Linked DNA regions of Pan troglodytes: region 2 is linked to region 1. A link is a contact called in public HiChIP or PLAC-seq data. All regions are on one chromosome and are shown on one strand. The core of a region is the stretch at or near the end of the contact, and the rest is flanking DNA. Distances in the headings are between cores, read along the strand shown.

Region 1 (7,922 bases), core at 2,688-5,187:
AAAGGAAAGTATATTATGGGATATCTAAAAGTTGACTGTAGTATGAAATATGTTATTATTATTTTTTTGAGATGGAGTTTCACTCTTGTTGTCCAGGCTGGAGTGCAGTGGCACAATCTCAGCTCACTGCAGCCTCTGCCTCCCGGGCACAAGGATTCTCCTGCCTCAGCCTCCCGAGTAGTTGGGATTACAGGCGCCTGTCACCATGCCTGGCTAATTTTTGTATTTCCAGTAGAGATGAGGTTTCACCATATTGGCCAGGCTGATGTCGAACTCCTGACCTCAGGTGATCTGCTTGCTTCAGCCTCCCAAAGTGCTGGGATTACAGGCGTGAGCCACTACACCTGGCCAGACATATATTATTGAAGAGTAAGCAGTATAATGGTTATAAACACTGAGCAGGGCCTTAGCAAAATAGGTAGCTACTATCATGTGGCTTAGGGAAATGAAAATAGCTCAGTGGAGCTAGAGTATAGGTAGTATAGGGTAATTTAAATAAAAGTTAAAGTATATTTAAGCTTGGTATGTCTACAAAATTAGATTAGAAGAAGAAAACCAAGACTTTTAGTGACAGGAATTGCATGTAATTTTTTTTTTTGAGACGGAGTTTCATTCTTGTTGCCCAGGCTGGAGTACAGTGGCATGATCTTGGCTCACTGCAACCTCCGCCTTCTGGTTTCAAGCGATTCTCCTGCCTCAGCCTCCTGAGTAGCTGGGATTACAGGCACCCACCACCACACCTGGCTAATTTTTGTATTTTTAGTAGAGGTGGGGTTTCACCATGTTGGCCAGGATGGTCTCAAACTCCTGGCCTCGCGATCTGCCCGCCTCAGCCTCCCAAAGGGCTGGAATTATAGGCGTGAGCCACTTTGCCCAGCTGTAAGTTTTAAAGAACCATTTACTCAGTTACAACCAGTAAAGCAGGCGTGTTTCAGAGGAGAGCTTAGTCATTGTTTGCTTAATTGTCAGGAACAATACAAACTGCTCTGGAAGAATAATACGGGTATGTGCAGGGGGTGGGAGGGCAAGAACAACAGCTTTCTGAAGGGGTGTTTCTTTCTGTGTGTATCAAGAGAAAGCAGGAAATGGGAGCTGGCTAGGGTCAGCGGTGATGAAGACTCTCTCTCCTGTCCCAGCTCATTTCTGTTTGCTCTAACTATGACAGCAGGGCTTGGAACAAGTTTGCAGGGATGAAGGCCTGACCAGAACATCAGGGAAACAATCCAAGTGTGAGGTAGTGCAAGTGCTAGTAGACCTATGATCAAGGATGGACAAAAAGGGAATTCTTTAAGCAGAAGGCAGGTGGCAGGCAGTAAAAAAGTACAGGGGCTTTCAGTCCCCAGGGAAAGCTGTGACAGGGGCACGATGCAGCAGTTCCCTGCTCTCTTCTCTCTCCTCCCTAGAAAAAAACAGAAAATGAAGCCACCAGGAAGCACACTATTCAGCAGAAAGTGGTAAAACAATGTAATTGAGGGAGCTGTAGACTTTCTTCCTGAATAACTCTCAGTGTTAGATAGCTCTCCCCCACCTTTTGTGGATTCAAAATGACCTTGTGTGGAAGCAGAGGGATTGCCCTGATGGCCCTGCATGTGCATGCAATTGAGTGATGTTGGTCTAAGATACTAGAGGCTCATCTTTCTACAATGATGAACAGTTGAAAAGCAAAGTATCTAATAATAGGCTGGGTGTGGAGGGGGTGGATGTCTTTTCCATTCTTTCCTCTTCCAGCTCCTGAAGCCTGGGGGAATAAGCAAGAGGGATGTTGAGCTCTTGATTAGGTTTGTAACCCAGACACTACTGGTCCTGATGAATTAAAAGAACATTAAGGCTGTAGCCAGGGACACCACATTTTTCATTTAACCAAATTGATTACAGCTCTGACTCTCCTAATAGCCTGGGAAGGCAGGCTGGCTTCCTCTGACGTGCTTAGGAGAAGAAGTTGGGGCACCAGATTGACACAAGGCTTTGATCAGAACAGTAGGCAGCTGAGTCTGCTGCCGTGGAAAAGTTGAAGCGCATCGGGCCAGTTCGCTTGGCTTGATTCTGTGCGAGGGGGCTGCAGCCCTCTTTCTGGCTGGAGTCCTGCAGATACTGGTTGTTGGCATGGGGAGCAGGAAGGAGCGAATAGAGTAGAGCCAGTCCCTTTGGGGAAGCAACAAGTCCTGGAACACACCTGGCTAAGGGTGGGGGTGGTGGGTAACCTCTTTGAATGTAAAGGTCTCATTCTTAGTCCATTGTAACTTGGCTCCCCATTTCCTCCACTGCCCTTGTTATGGCTGCTCCACAGGTGAAGGGGGAGGGCCTCTGTGCCTCAGGGGCTGTGAGCACAGCTTCAGCCTGATTGAGGACTCCCCAGAGGTCTTCCCCCACCTTTTTCGTAACATCCACTGAGGCGGCAGCCACTTGCCGCCTTGCTCTGAGGCAAGCCAAACTGGGGATAGTCTCCAACTGGGGATGGTCTGCCAGTAACACCTGGTATTATTGGCACAGTGATCTGAAAAGTGCCCTCCACTGCCTCTTCTCTCCCCAAAGCCTGAATCCCACTTGTTCTTTGCATCTCCTCATATTGCATTCATTCCACCTCTCACTCACTCACCTAGTACGTATTGAAGGCTGACCTCAGGTCATGTACGGTTTTGTACCCAAAAGCGAGGCAGGATGCTACAGTCCTATTATAAAAGTTAACTCCAGGCCAAGCGCAGTGGCTCATGCTTGTAATCCCAGCACTTTGAGAGGCCGAAGTGGGTGGATCCCTTGAGGTCAGGAGTTCGAGACTAGCCTGGCCAACATGGCAAAACCCCATCTCTACTAAGAATACAAAAATTAGCCGGGTGTGGTGGCGCACGTCTGTAATCCCAGCTGCTCGGGAGGCTGAGGCGGGAGAATCCCTTCAACCCAGGAGGCAGAGGTGGCAGTGAGCCAAGATCGCGCCACTGCACACTGCACTGCAGGTTGGGTAACAGAGTGAAACTTGTCTAAAAAAAAAAAAAAACAAAAAAAAAAAGAAAAAAAAAGTTAACTCCAAAAGAGTTAAAGTGGATATTCCAATTGTGCTGTAAGGAAGTTCTGGTGCTGCCCTGGCAGCTCCTGGGTAGGTTAGGAAGGGCTCCTCTTTGCCCTTGCCACCCTTCTCTTTCTCCCAGGCTCTTCCGAAATGCCACCACTTACTGTCTGCAGCTCCTTGGTCCAACGCACCATTCAGGGACTGTTTCCCCACCTGCAAACTGCCCACGCAAAATGCCCACCTTAAAGGGATGTCTTACGTATTAAGCAAACTAACATGTGTGAACATCCTGTCTTTAATAACCAGTAGCATCCTCCTTTTCTTTCTACCGTCTTCCAGCTCCTCTCTCCTTGCCACCCTGCAGTTCTTCCTCTCCCCTCCGCCGTTCTATTTCCATAGGCCTCAGGTACCGCTGTCTTCTCTCAAGCATCCTCCTCTCTCTCACCCATCCTTTAGGCTCAGAAGCCCCCACCATCCAGGTGGCCAATATAGGTAGCGGTGACCTAAGCGGAGAGGGGAGGAGGGGAGGCTAGGGGCTCAGGGATCCCAAAATGGCCATGGGGAGGGGGGCTCCTGAGCCCAATAATTTAGCCTTGAGCTGCAGTGGGTTCGGGAAGTTGGAGAGAAGGAGCTGGCTAGAAAGGAGACCAGCCTTCTGGGGTGGGGAGTATAGAGCCCCTTTCCCGTCCGCCTTCCTGCTGGGGAAGCAGCCTCCTTGACCTTGAGCAGAAGGCGGGGGCGCCGAGCGCCTGGGGGGCTGCGCAGAAAGGACCCGTCCCGGGGGGCAGGCCCGCCCTCCGCCTCCTCCGGGCCTCCTCCGCCTCGGTCCCCGCCCTCCCGCGCCGCTTGGTCTCCTCCCCTCACTGCAGCGCTCGCCGCGCGCGCCCATCGATCAGGCCCCCTCCCTCTGCCGCCTCGGCGCAGACTGCTAAGCTCAGCAAGTCTTGCGGCAAAGGCACTTCGGAGCCGAGTTGGGGCAGCGGTGGAGCGGGGACTTCGCGCCCCAGGGGAACGGGCGCCCCTGCGAAACCGTCGCCAGCCCCGCGTCCTTGCCGTCCGACACCCCCTCACATTGGCGACCCCGGATCTCTCCCGCCTCCTTCGGGTCGCTCTCCGGTAAGTCCATACCCCCGCCGGTGGGGGCACGGACCTCCCTCTCCAAAGTTTCTCCTTTTCTGCTACTGAGTCGAGGGGCCACGGGGTGGTCTGGGTCCCGAGAGGTGAGTAGGGTTGGGGAAGTTTGAGGCCAAGGGGGCCGGGAGTCCGCCCCGTCCTTTGGGGGAGTTTGGAAGCGTCCGGATGGAAGGTTCGTCTCGGGGAGTCGGACCCGAGGGGCGAGGAGCCGGCTCCTCTGAGGGACTGGGGCTGGGCTGGGGGCAGATTTCCTCCCGCGGTCTCCCCGCGAGTTGCTGCAGAGAGGGGCGGGCCACGCGTCCCCTGCACCGGCCGGCTCTGCGCCCCCGTCCCTCTCTCTTTTCCCTGGGACGAACCCACTCGCGTCTAGCCCAGCCCCCGCCAGCCCTAGCGGTCTCCAAGGAAGATTCTTTTGCCCCAGTCTCAAGCTTCGGGGACCCCTGGCACCGCCGTCGTGGGAAGTGGGGCGGGGGGTGGGGTCTGGGCGCTGGGAGCCGGAGACCCTGGGTCAGGGAGAGGTTGGGGAGACAGACTGCAGGGGCCATCTGGAAGCAACGGGCACGAGGAGCTGGGGCAGGGGCCCAAGAAGGGGCTGGAGGCGCCCCTCCCCTCTCTCCAAATCTCATGACTCAGCACGACCTAGGACGCCCCGTCCCTGCTTCAGCTCTGTCCCCAGGGCTAGGCTCGCAGTCTGGCGGGTGCTGACAGCCCGACTCCCTTTTCTAGACTCTTCCATGTACCTTTCCCATTTGGGGTGCCCCCTTCCCCTGCCTATGCTCCTTCCCCCACCTCTGGGGGACAGGGCTTTTATTTTTCAACTAAAAAGTGGAGCTTTATCGTTTCACATCCCACTAAGCCAGGCCCCCTCATCCTGTCTCCTCCCTTTTCATCCCCACATTCCACAGGTGCCTCCAGGACACCCCCAGCCCATGGCTCGTGGGGTGTCTCCTGGCAGGGCAGTGTCCTCCCCTACCCCTGGCTGAGGTGGCGGAGTAGGTGCTCTCCCCGCAGCAGGAGAAGGGAGTGCAAGGACAGAAGAAGTGCTGGCCCAGGAGGGGCCACCGCAGTGGGGAGGGAAGGGCAGAGGCCCCGTGGGCAGGTAGTACAGGTTGGGTTAGCTTATGAGGAGGAGGAAGTCCTTAGGATCTGGGGGCGCCCAGGAAGCCAGAAAGGTGAACTGGGGTCTGACCTGGAAAGCAAAAGGGTGCCCTTCTCCCTCCCCTACTGCTGCCGCCCTGAGGGGCCTCTCCCAGGTGGAATAGATTGTCCTCCATCCAATCTATCTGGATCCCCATAACCTGGCACTTCATTAGAGGGGGTGACAGAAGCAGGGAAGCCCTTAATCCTTTCAACCATCTCTCCCTACTTAAGACTAAGTCCAGCTTTGGGGCTGCTAGAAACATCTCTGTGACCAGCAGAGGTGCTGAAAAAAGCCATGCCCAGTGCCCCTAAGGCAGGCCCGAGTGGCAGGTGGAAGGGGGCAGGGTGGCTCTGATGCAGTGGGACGTGCCTGGCATCCTGGTCCTGTGGAATGAGAGTGGTGGCCTGGCAGGCACTGCAAGCTGCAGCGTGTGTCAGGGCCCTGGGGGTGAGTCAGCGTCAGGGGTCCATGCCAGGCACACTGCAGCCTAGGGAGTCCAACTCCAACCCATCTCCTCCCATGCCCCTGGAAAATGGCCAGTGCCCACTGAACCCCGACTGAACCACCTTTCCCTCAGGGTGGCTGCCTCTGCTCTGCTTGGCTGCCAGGCAGATCCCTGGCTTCACCCTCTAGGACTCCCCCCAGAGGCTTGGCTTTTTCTGGAGATCTTTTGGGCTTAATCCTTACCTTCTCCCCTCCTTGTCTTGCCAAAGGAGGAGGAGAGGGAGGCAGAGGAAAGTTTCTAGGTTATAGCCTCACATAGATCTGGCCCACCATTCCCTGGAGGAAGAGAGACCAGACCACTCTGCTGGGAGTCTGCTTTGTTCTGCAGTCCAGGAGTTTGTGTCCGGGGAACTTGGGTTTTCTTTTGGGGGAAGGGGGTGATTATGCAAGAACATTTCTTTTTCAGCTTTGGGGTCTGACATCCACAGAACAGGACCAGGGGAAGCAAAAAGTGTTGGTGTTCGTAAACATTGACTTTTCGCCTAGAGAAGCTTGCAACTGGCTTCAATTTAGGACTGAAGCTGGTTTCACCTGGGCAAAGCATGTACCTTGCTGAAGACCTCGCAGGGCCGGGGAGACCCTTTCTGGAGCTGGGTCTGGGCTCACCTGCCCTCACATTGCAGCTGGAGCTCGTTTTATTCCTTCTACCCTTAGGCAGCTTCCAGGCAGGTGTGACAGAGCTGTCTATGATACTGCAGAGACCTGGGGGTGGGCGTTGGAGGTGGCTGGAGAAGCCTCTTCCCTGCCCTTCTCAAGCCCTGGGGACCAGGCTACCCCAGTGTTCACCAGCCCCTAGGCAAGCCTGACCTCTAGTCATTCTTTCTGCCTCCATCTGAACATTGTCCTGTCTCAATGGGGTCCCCTTTTTCTTCCCCGCCAGGCCTGTGCCGCCCTCTCAGCGGAGAGTAGATAGAGGGGCAGTGAGTGCACTGGAAGCAGGGGGACAGAAGGCAGTGAGGACAGAGTGGGAGGAGGTTGGGCTTCATTTGCCTGGAAGAATGACCATCATTCCCTTCCCTGGACAGAAGCATCCTCGTGGATGACTTAAGGCTGCAGATGAGTAGAAACACTACTTCACTTGGCTTTGGGATTTGCTCTGTAGACTTCCCCAATCTAGGCAGGTCCTAGCTGAAGCCAGAGTATCCCCACCACTGAAGGTCCAGGGTGGTGGGGATACTCTTTAAGAACTGGAACAGCAAGTCAGAGGGAGTGATGGGGGGCAGGGTCACTCAGTGCAGTGGTTAAATATGAAGCACCAAAGAATAGAGGCTAGGAGATAGACAGGCCTGGGTTCAAATCCCAGGGCTGCTAAGTACAAAGTCTGACATTTGCAACAAGTATTTTATTAGTGAGTACCTACCATGTGCCACTGTTGTAGTCTCTCTGGGTGGGGAGGTGAGCACAGCCGCAGGCCCTACACATGTTACTGAGCCACTCAGCATCCCTTCTGCATTCATTCCACTATTGCATTTTGAGAATCTATGCTAGGCAATGGAGATTCAGGTGGGAACAAAACAGACCTGTTTCCTGCCCTCTTGGCATTTACAATCTAGTGAATACCACACAATTAGATAATTACATAAAGAATTCATCATGACTGTGCCAAGAGTTATGAAGGTATGTAGGATGCTTCGAGAGCATGTAACAGGATGATCTGACAATGTCTGCACAGTTTTCTCTAAAGAACAGAGGTAATAATGCTTAACTCTCAGGGTAGTATTGTAGAACTGATAACTATTCGTGTTATTTTAGAAGTAGCCCCTGGCCCACCAGACAGATGCAGTTCTAAATTCCCTACGTGAATAATCCATCCATAGGCAACAAGTTGATTCTTCATCTTCCACTCAGTCAGAGAAGCCAGGCCAGAGAAGCTGGGATTCAGTTATGGCTTCTCCTGGGCTCCAGAAGCCTGTGATAAATAATATAGTTTCACTGGAGAAACATCAAGTTGGAGATTTTTTTCTAAGTGGCAGTATAGTGACTACAGCCAGATTGCCAGGGTTCATCCTGGTTCTGCCACTTGCTGTGATTTTGGGCAAGTCAATCACACTCTGTTTTTTAGTCTTGCCATCTGTAGAATGGAGCTAAAATTTGTAACTATGACGTAGATTGTTCTTGGTGAGGATGAAATGGGTTAAT
Region 2 (7,922 bases), core at 2,663-5,162, 360 kb after region 1:
AGTATGGAATTATTCTAATCTCCTTGGTAGCCCTCCAGATGAAGACTGATCAGACCGTGCTAAGAGACAAGACCTATGGTGACTGAAATCCAGCATCCCTCACCACACTCAGCACAGATTTAAGAGTCAACATAATACATGCTGAAGTAAGTAAGCATTCATTTTAATAAATCCTAGAAAAATCTCTTTTCTGAAAGTAGGCACTTGCCTCTTCCCACAGCAATAATTTGGTAGATATCATGTATCTAGGCCTAGAGTACCTAAGATTATAATGCTAAGGATATCAAGATAGGTGCTAACAGTCAAACTTAATAAATAAATAAAAGAAAAATTTTAAAGTACTACTCCACATAGAATTATTAACAAATATTCCTGGCCTTACAATGTGTATACGCATATGAAACAGAAATTCCTTTGTGAGCAAACAAGTGCTTTCAAGGGTTCTATAATCAGATTAATACCTTGTTAAGGACTCTAGGACAACACATGCATACACACCAAATCTTACTTTAGTCACTGAAATTTAGTCTGCATCAGTTTCCAAGGCTTTCATCAGAGTTGGTCTAACCTTTGAGATACTTCTTATCCCAGTCTAATTCAAGTATTATTAATAGGCCCCCTGGAGCTTGTTATCTTTAACTCAAGCACCTCGTGGTCTCAGCAAAGGCTGCCAAGAAAGAAGGTCTCTAAGTCCAAAAGAAGCATCAAGGCACCACAAGCTGCAGTGCAAATCATCTACTGTGATGTTGTAGGAGGAGAAAAATTGTCCCCCAGTATTATCTGGGGGCTTCTAACATGCCAAGACAATAATCCACAGTTGGTCAAGTGGCCATGGCCAAAAGAGAGAAAAGAAGCAATTATCCAGATAATTTATATCGTGCTTGTATAACAAATGGACATTTTAAATAAATAATTCAGATAATTGTACCACTCACTCTCCATTTCACAGAAGGTGAATCCATTGTAAAGTAGGTGGTTCAGCTACCAACAGCTCCAGTCTCCCATTTGAAAATAGTCTTTTATGTACCTTAGGAGTTCTCCAGGTCGGCCATGCGCGGTGGCTCGTGCCTGTAATCCCAGCACTTTGGGAGGCCGAGGCGGGCAGATCATTTGAGGCCAAGAGTTTGAGACCAGCCTGGCCAACATGGCAAAACCCCATCTCTACTAAAAATACAAAAATTGGCTGGGCATGGTGGTGGGCACCTATAGTTCCAGCTACTTGGGAGGCTGAGGCATGAGAATAGCTTGAACTTGGGAGACGGACGTTGCAGTGAGCTGAGACTGCACCACTGTACTCCAGCCTGGGAGATACAGTGAGACACTGTTTTTTGTTTTTTTTTTTTTTTAAACAACAACAACAACAACAACAAAAACTTCTCCAAGTCATGGAGACACACATTGTAACTCTTCGGAAACTGACTTGTAATGTTCTGAAGCCAATAAAGGCCCGTTGTCTTGATTCAAAGATATAGTTTCTCAACAGACCTCAAATCTTTAAGCAGCTTAATTTTTAGCTGAATTTGTCTAGAATCGAGTATACCTGTTCAGTTCAACTCCTTGTCAGCCCTATAAATTGAAAGGAATGCTTATATTGCATTTATAGATGTTAAAAAAAAAATCCATAGCTGTCATCCCCTTCTTCTCTTATTTCAATAGATTACTAGGCCGGGCACAGCGGCTCACGCCTATAATCCCAGCAGTTTGGGAGGCCAAGGAGGGTGGATCTCCTGAGGTCAGGAGTTTGAGACCAGCCTGGTCATCACGGTGAAAGCCCATCTCTACTAAAAATACAAATATTATCTAGGCGTGGTGGCAGGTGCCTGTAATCCCAGCTACTCGGGAGGCTGAGGCAGGAGAATCGCTTGAAACCGGGAGGCAGAGGTTGCAGTGAGCCAAGATCTCGCCATTGCACTCCAGCCTGGGCAACAGAGCGAGACTCTGAATCAAAAAAAAAAAAAAAGAAAAAGAAAAAGAAAAACAAGAATTCACCTTCCCAAAGAGTTCAGAAATTTAAAGTTTAGAATTTAATGTGGTTCTCTTAGCTTTTATCTCATTTTACATTCAGCTCCTTATTAAGCGAGATATAGATCTCTGTGACATAAGTCTGAAAAATCCATGCCTATGGGCCACTTCTTTACTTTCTAACTTTGCACAAATAATTTTCCTGAGCTTCAGTTTCCTCATCTGTAAAATGAGAATAACAACACTACCTGCCACACCTACTTCAAAGGATCACTGCTGAAACTCACATGGGGTAAGACATATGAAATCAAACAGCAAAGCACTCTACAAATATTGGTTACTACCTTAGGTGGGGAAATATTATCAGCAGGAAAAAAAATGGGTACAAAATAGGGTGAAAGAGTTTCTTCTACCTGAAATAGAAGGGTTGCAAACATAGTGAGAAGTAACTTTTTAAGCTATTGGCTAAATATATTTAGGGAAGTGGTCTGATATAAAGTTGAGTTATTATTTAGAAGTAGATTCTCATGCCAATACATTCACTTTGCACAGACGGCAGAAGAAGAAAAATACAAAAGATTAAGAGTGGGTGACCGGCTCTCAGCTCACCAAAATAACTGATGAAGTTCCATTTGAGGAGAGAGGGGTAGTTAGTCATGGCAGTCAGTAGACAGAGAATATTGCTGCATTAGGTGACAGAAGTAAAGGTGTCGTTACCAAGCACAGATTATCCACAATCCATATAGTATAGCTATACATAGGGCATGGGATTTCTATAGAGCGCTTTAGAAAAAAAAATAGAAAAATAGAAAAGCTATTCCATAAGTATCAAACAGAGGTAATTCAGTAACTTAGTTCTCCATAGGAAGCTCTCAGGGAGGTAGCACTGCTGAGAAGAAAGTTAAGATACCTAAAACAACGAGGTCCGGCGTGTTCTAGGAGCTGTAGCCTAGAGGCAACACAAACTGTTTTGAAGTACTACAAATCAACAAAACAAGAGGTGTGGTTTCAGACCTGCTTGTCTTTACCCAGTAAAGGGCTTTACTCTTTAAGTGATATAAGATATTCTATAACGGGGACACACAACAACTGAATTTTCTGAAAGGGCATCAAACAAATGACACTGTGCCTATGAGTGACGCGGTGTGCAGGCACGCCAACCAGACATAAGTGAAGATAACTAATCTACAGGGATAAGACCAGGGACAAAAATCACCAGTAACCATGACAACACAAGTAGGTGGAGGGAAATACAAACACTGACCAAGCAGCGGGGTGACGCTATTCCTAAGACCCTGGGGTCAGAAAAAGACTTGATTAGTGGAGGAAGCTGGCCAAGAATGAAACCGATTAGCCCAAAAGGGCAGTGTCCATGCAGAAGGAGTCGGCGGCAACACTGATACTCCCCATGGGGTGGCTCGCAGGGTCAAAGGCTCATCTGTAGGAGACTGGACGCCTCTAAGACCAAGAAAGGAGTTACCTGGTGCAGGGCTGTCAAGCCGTCCACGTTGACCGTGTTGATATCAGCACCTCTTGCCAGAAGCTTTCTCACCTCGTCGGTGTCCCCGCTAGAGCAGGCGGCCAGAAAGACAGCACCGTCCTCGAAGCGGACCCTGGGGCTCCCGCGCCTGGTCAGCGGCTGCCGCCCCGCGCCTCGTCGCTCCGCAGGCTCCTGCTCTGTCAGCGAGCCCCGCCAGCGCCGAAGCTGCTCTGCCCGCCGCATTCGCGCCGACTCTGCCCGCTTCCCTCCTAGGTGCTCCAGCTCCGCCATTGCTCCGGCCTCGGCAGCTGCTGCCAAAACTACCAACACTAAATTACTGTTGAGGCTCGAGTTGCCGCTGCCGCCTCTCTCAGAGCGCTTCAGCCCGGAGAAGAGGGCGGAGACCCTCGCGCCGCCATCTTTACTCCTCCCGCCAGTAGCACCGCCCGCACGCTCCCTCGGCTTCAATACGCAGGCGCTGCCCGGCCTCGGGTCATCACGGGACTCGTAGTAAGAGACCTGCCCTAAGTGCACTTGGTGGCCGTAAGGGAACTACAAATCCCTGGATGCATCAGAAAAAAGTCGAGGACCGGCGGCTCTCTCTTTCGCCACGGGACCCAGTGGGGTCACCTTTGCCCTAAAGCTGGAACTGTCTCCTGGACTGGCGTCAGCCTCTTCCTCTGGGCATTTTGGGAGTTGTAGTTTATTCTTGTTATGACTAGTAACTAATCTTATCTCCCTAATTATCACATCAATTCTTTGGAGTGGAAAAAAGGCGGTAATTATTCCTGTTTTCTGGAGGAGAGAACTAAACATTAAGTACCTAAACGACTGGATTCTATATCCTAGTTCTAAGTCTAGGGTTTTATTAACATGTGTATTAATCACGGTAAATGTGAATGAGCGTGGGGAAGAGGAGCATACATACAGATACAGTATTACATGTTTTACATAAATACTGTCAACTTACTCCAGGCCCAGAAAAGATCTTGAAAATGATGCATTCAGATGTAGTGAAAAGAGTTTAAGCTGTGAATTTAAGTTGAATTCACAGCCGTAGACAAATTACTTAACTTCTCTGAGCCAGTTTTCTTATGTGTAAAATGGGAATAACATCTCACAGGGTAGTCATGTGGATCAAATGAAATAATACATGCAAGGATGCCTAATACTATCTTTGGCACATATTGGATCCCAATAAATAATGTCTCTTCCTTCTCCCTCCTCCTCCTCCTCTACTCTTTTCATGTATCTTAAATTTTTACAAGACAGAATAGATGTCTTCCATGATTTTTATTTCTTTTCTTTTGAGACAGAGTCTCACTCTGTCACCCAGGCTGAGTGCAATGGCGCAATCACGGCTCACTGCAGACTCAACCTCCTGGGCTCAAGCGATCCTCCCACCTCAGTCTCCCCAGTAGCTAGGACTACAGGTGCCCACCACCACACCCACTATTTTTTTATTTTTTCGTAGAGACAAGGTCTCACCATGTTGCCCAGGCTGGTCTGGAACTCTTAGACACAAGCGATCCTCCTGCCTCAGCCTCCCAAAGTGTTGGTATTACAGCCCTGAGCCACTGTACCTGGCCCATGATTTTTTTTTTCAAAGCTAGAGAAAGATACTATCAAGCATACTAAATCATACTAAATTCCTAAGGTAGCAAATAGAACATTTTTATATTCACCAAGACTGGGTTATAAAACATGTATCTGTCCGATTGTTTTGTTTTGTTTTGTTTTGTTTGAGACAGGGTCTCACTCTGTCACCCAGGCTGGAGGGCAGTGGCATGGTCGTGGATCACTGTAGCCTCAACCTCCCAGGCTCAAGCGATCCTCCCACCTCAGCCCCCCAAGTAGCTGGGACTACAGGCCTGCGTCACTATGCCTGGCTAACTTTTGTATTTTTTGTAGAGACAGGGTTTTGCCATGTTGCCCAGGCTAGTCTTGAGCTCCTGGGCTCAAGTGATCCACCCACCTCAGTCTCCCAAAGTGTTGGTATTACAGGCATGAGCCACCGCATCTGGCCAGTCCGATTGATTTAATAAGTATAACCTCCAGTGCTCTAGCCCTGAACAAAATATAATTAAATGTGTTACCTATAATGAAAGAGTACATATGCAAATATTAGATTCTTTAAACATTTCTGTATGTTTAAAATTTTTCATTTAAAAAATGTTGCAAAATGATTGGGGTATTGTAAAGGGAAACTTTGTTATATTCTGTCATGTGAAAATTTGCCTGTTCCTCAATTTCCCCTGAAATGAAGTGGAAATCATACATTAAGGAAACAATTAATTATTGAATTGAAAGCCTCAAATGAAAAGTGACATATAAATGTAAAAAATATTATGTTTAATAATACTGTGTCTAACCACCATATGCTTTAGTAGGATATTCTTAAATACATTATAAATACTAATTAAACCTCATGTCAAATCTGTGTACTATCAATAACAATGTACATAAGGAAAATCAAGGTATAATAATGTATACATTATGTAACCTCATTTTCCTTGCTACATGCATTTATTTATGGCCACCATAGAACTTGTCATGTCTCATCATTTATTGCAATTAAAAATTCTTGGCCAGACGCGATGGCTCACGCTTGTAATCCCAGCATTTTGGAAGGCCAAGGCGGGCAGATCACTTAAGGTCAGGAGTTCGAGACCACCCTAACATGGTGAAACCCCATCTCTATTAAAAATACAAAAATTAGCCAGGCACAGTGGCGGGTGCCTGTAATCCCAACTACTCAGGAGGCTGAGGCAGGAAAATCGCTTAAGCCTGGGAGGCGGAGGTTGCAGTGAGCCGAGATTATGCCACTGTACTCCAGCCTGGGTGACAGAGCAAGATTTTCTCAAAAAAAAAAAAAATTATTCATGAGATTTACTTTGTAACATATCACAGTGGGACCTCCTCTTATTCCAATTCAGCCTCTTGCTGATAATTACTGTTGCCCACAAGCTCCCAAATAGAACTGTCCCTAAAGGATAAAAGAAAAATTGATATTAAATCAAATAGGTAAGAATACTCAGCTAGAAGCCTAATCCTATTTACAGTCCTCATGCATCATTTCAATATTATGTTCCTCGTATATGATAGCTGCTCCTATATATATATAACTTTATGTTTTACTGGCATACTGGTCTTCTAATAAGGATTTTTAAACTGGAGTAAATTTTTCAGGGATCAATAATGATGCTTCTTTTGGCTGCATTATTTTTGTATTCCGAATTAGGAAGCAAAAAATATCTGGTTCCAGTTGTTTAAATAAGCTAAAATTGACCCACTCCAGGTTAAATCCTTACTTTCCCAAGAGATATGAACTTAAATTTCTTTCTTTCTTTTTTGGAGACAGAGTTACCCAGGGTAGAGTGCAATGGTGCCAACATAACTCACTGCAGGCTCAAACTCCTGGGCTCAAGCAATTCTCCTCCCTCTACCTCCTGAGTAGCTGGGACTATAGGCACATAAAATTATCTTATTTTATTTTATTTTTAAGTAGAGATGGGTCTTGCTATTTTGCCCAGGCTGGTCTTGAACTCCTGGCCTCAAGCAGTCCTCCCACCTCAGCCTCCCAAAGTACTGAGATTTTAGGTGTGAGCCACCATGCCCAGCCTGAGCTTAAATTTCAACACGAATTCAGTCTCTTTTTCTTTTTTTTTGAAACGGAGTCTCCAGGCTGGAGTGCAGTGGTGCGATCTCAGCTCACTGCAACCTCTGCCTCCTGGGTTCAAGCAATTCTCCTTGAGAAGCTGGGACTATAGGCACCCACCACCATGCCCGGCTAATTTTTGTATTTTTAGTAGAGACAGGGCTTCACCATATTGGCCAGGTTGGTCTCTAACTCCTGACCTTGTGATCAACCCGCCTTGGCCTCCCAAAGTGCTGGGATTACAGGCGTGATCCACCGCGCCCAGCCAAGAATTCAGTCTCAATATAAGGAAGTTCCAGGAAGCCAGAAGTACTTCCTTACCATACCTATTTTATTTGCTTCTTTTCTTTTTTTTCCTGTGGAAGTAAGAGTGTAATACCTTCTTTGGAGATTTTACGAAAAGTGTAAGTAGTTAAATTCCTTGGATCATTTAAGTGCATATCTACTTGGAGATAGAGAAATATACCTTCTGGCTATATGATTATTGAAAGTAGTAATAATTATTATAATCTAATTAATTTTACAGGCTCAGCCAAAAAAATGCCATGAAAACATTCATCTACCTCTAATGACTTGAAAAGTTTTTTCAAATCGAAATCCTATTTTTTCTAAAACATCTTTCCCAACTAGGGCTTTCTGAGAATAACTTACACAATCAGCTCATTAAACAAGTATGGTAAATTTCCTAAACAAGTACTCCATTCCTTTATTATTTATTTATTTTTGAGACAGGATCTCACTTTAGATTTGCAGTGGTGCAATCACAGCTCACTGCAGCCTTAACCTCCTGGGCTCAAGTGATCCTCTTACCTCAGCCTCCCA

The links. HiChIP or PLAC-seq counts read pairs in DNA pulled down with a chosen protein or histone mark.
Region 2: a contact with region 1 is called in an H3K4me3 HiChIP or PLAC-seq map of stem cell-derived excitatory neurons, with 3 times the contacts expected there. The contact joins the promoter of PPP1R12B here to the promoter of SYT2 in region 1. A contact is called at or near these places in 2 of 7 Hi-C or Micro-C datasets (induced pluripotent stem cells and stem cell-derived neural progenitor cells), 1 of 1 datasets of contacts at active chromatin or transcription factors (stem cell-derived excitatory neurons) and 1 of 1 other capture datasets (stem cell-derived neural stem cells).

What each region holds. Positions count from the first base shown.
Region 1 is chr1:46,382,816-46,390,737 of NHGRI_mPanTro3-v2.0_pri, forward strand. SYT2 (synaptotagmin 2) reads left to right here and starts at 3,938. Exons shown (of 9, transcript XM_016935938.4): 1 at 3,938-4,120.
Region 2 is chr1:46,745,270-46,753,191 of NHGRI_mPanTro3-v2.0_pri, forward strand. PPP1R12B (protein phosphatase 1 regulatory subunit 12B) reads right to left here and starts at 3,913. Exons shown (of 24, transcript XM_514103.8): 1 at 3,443-3,913. The coding sequence starts at 3,733.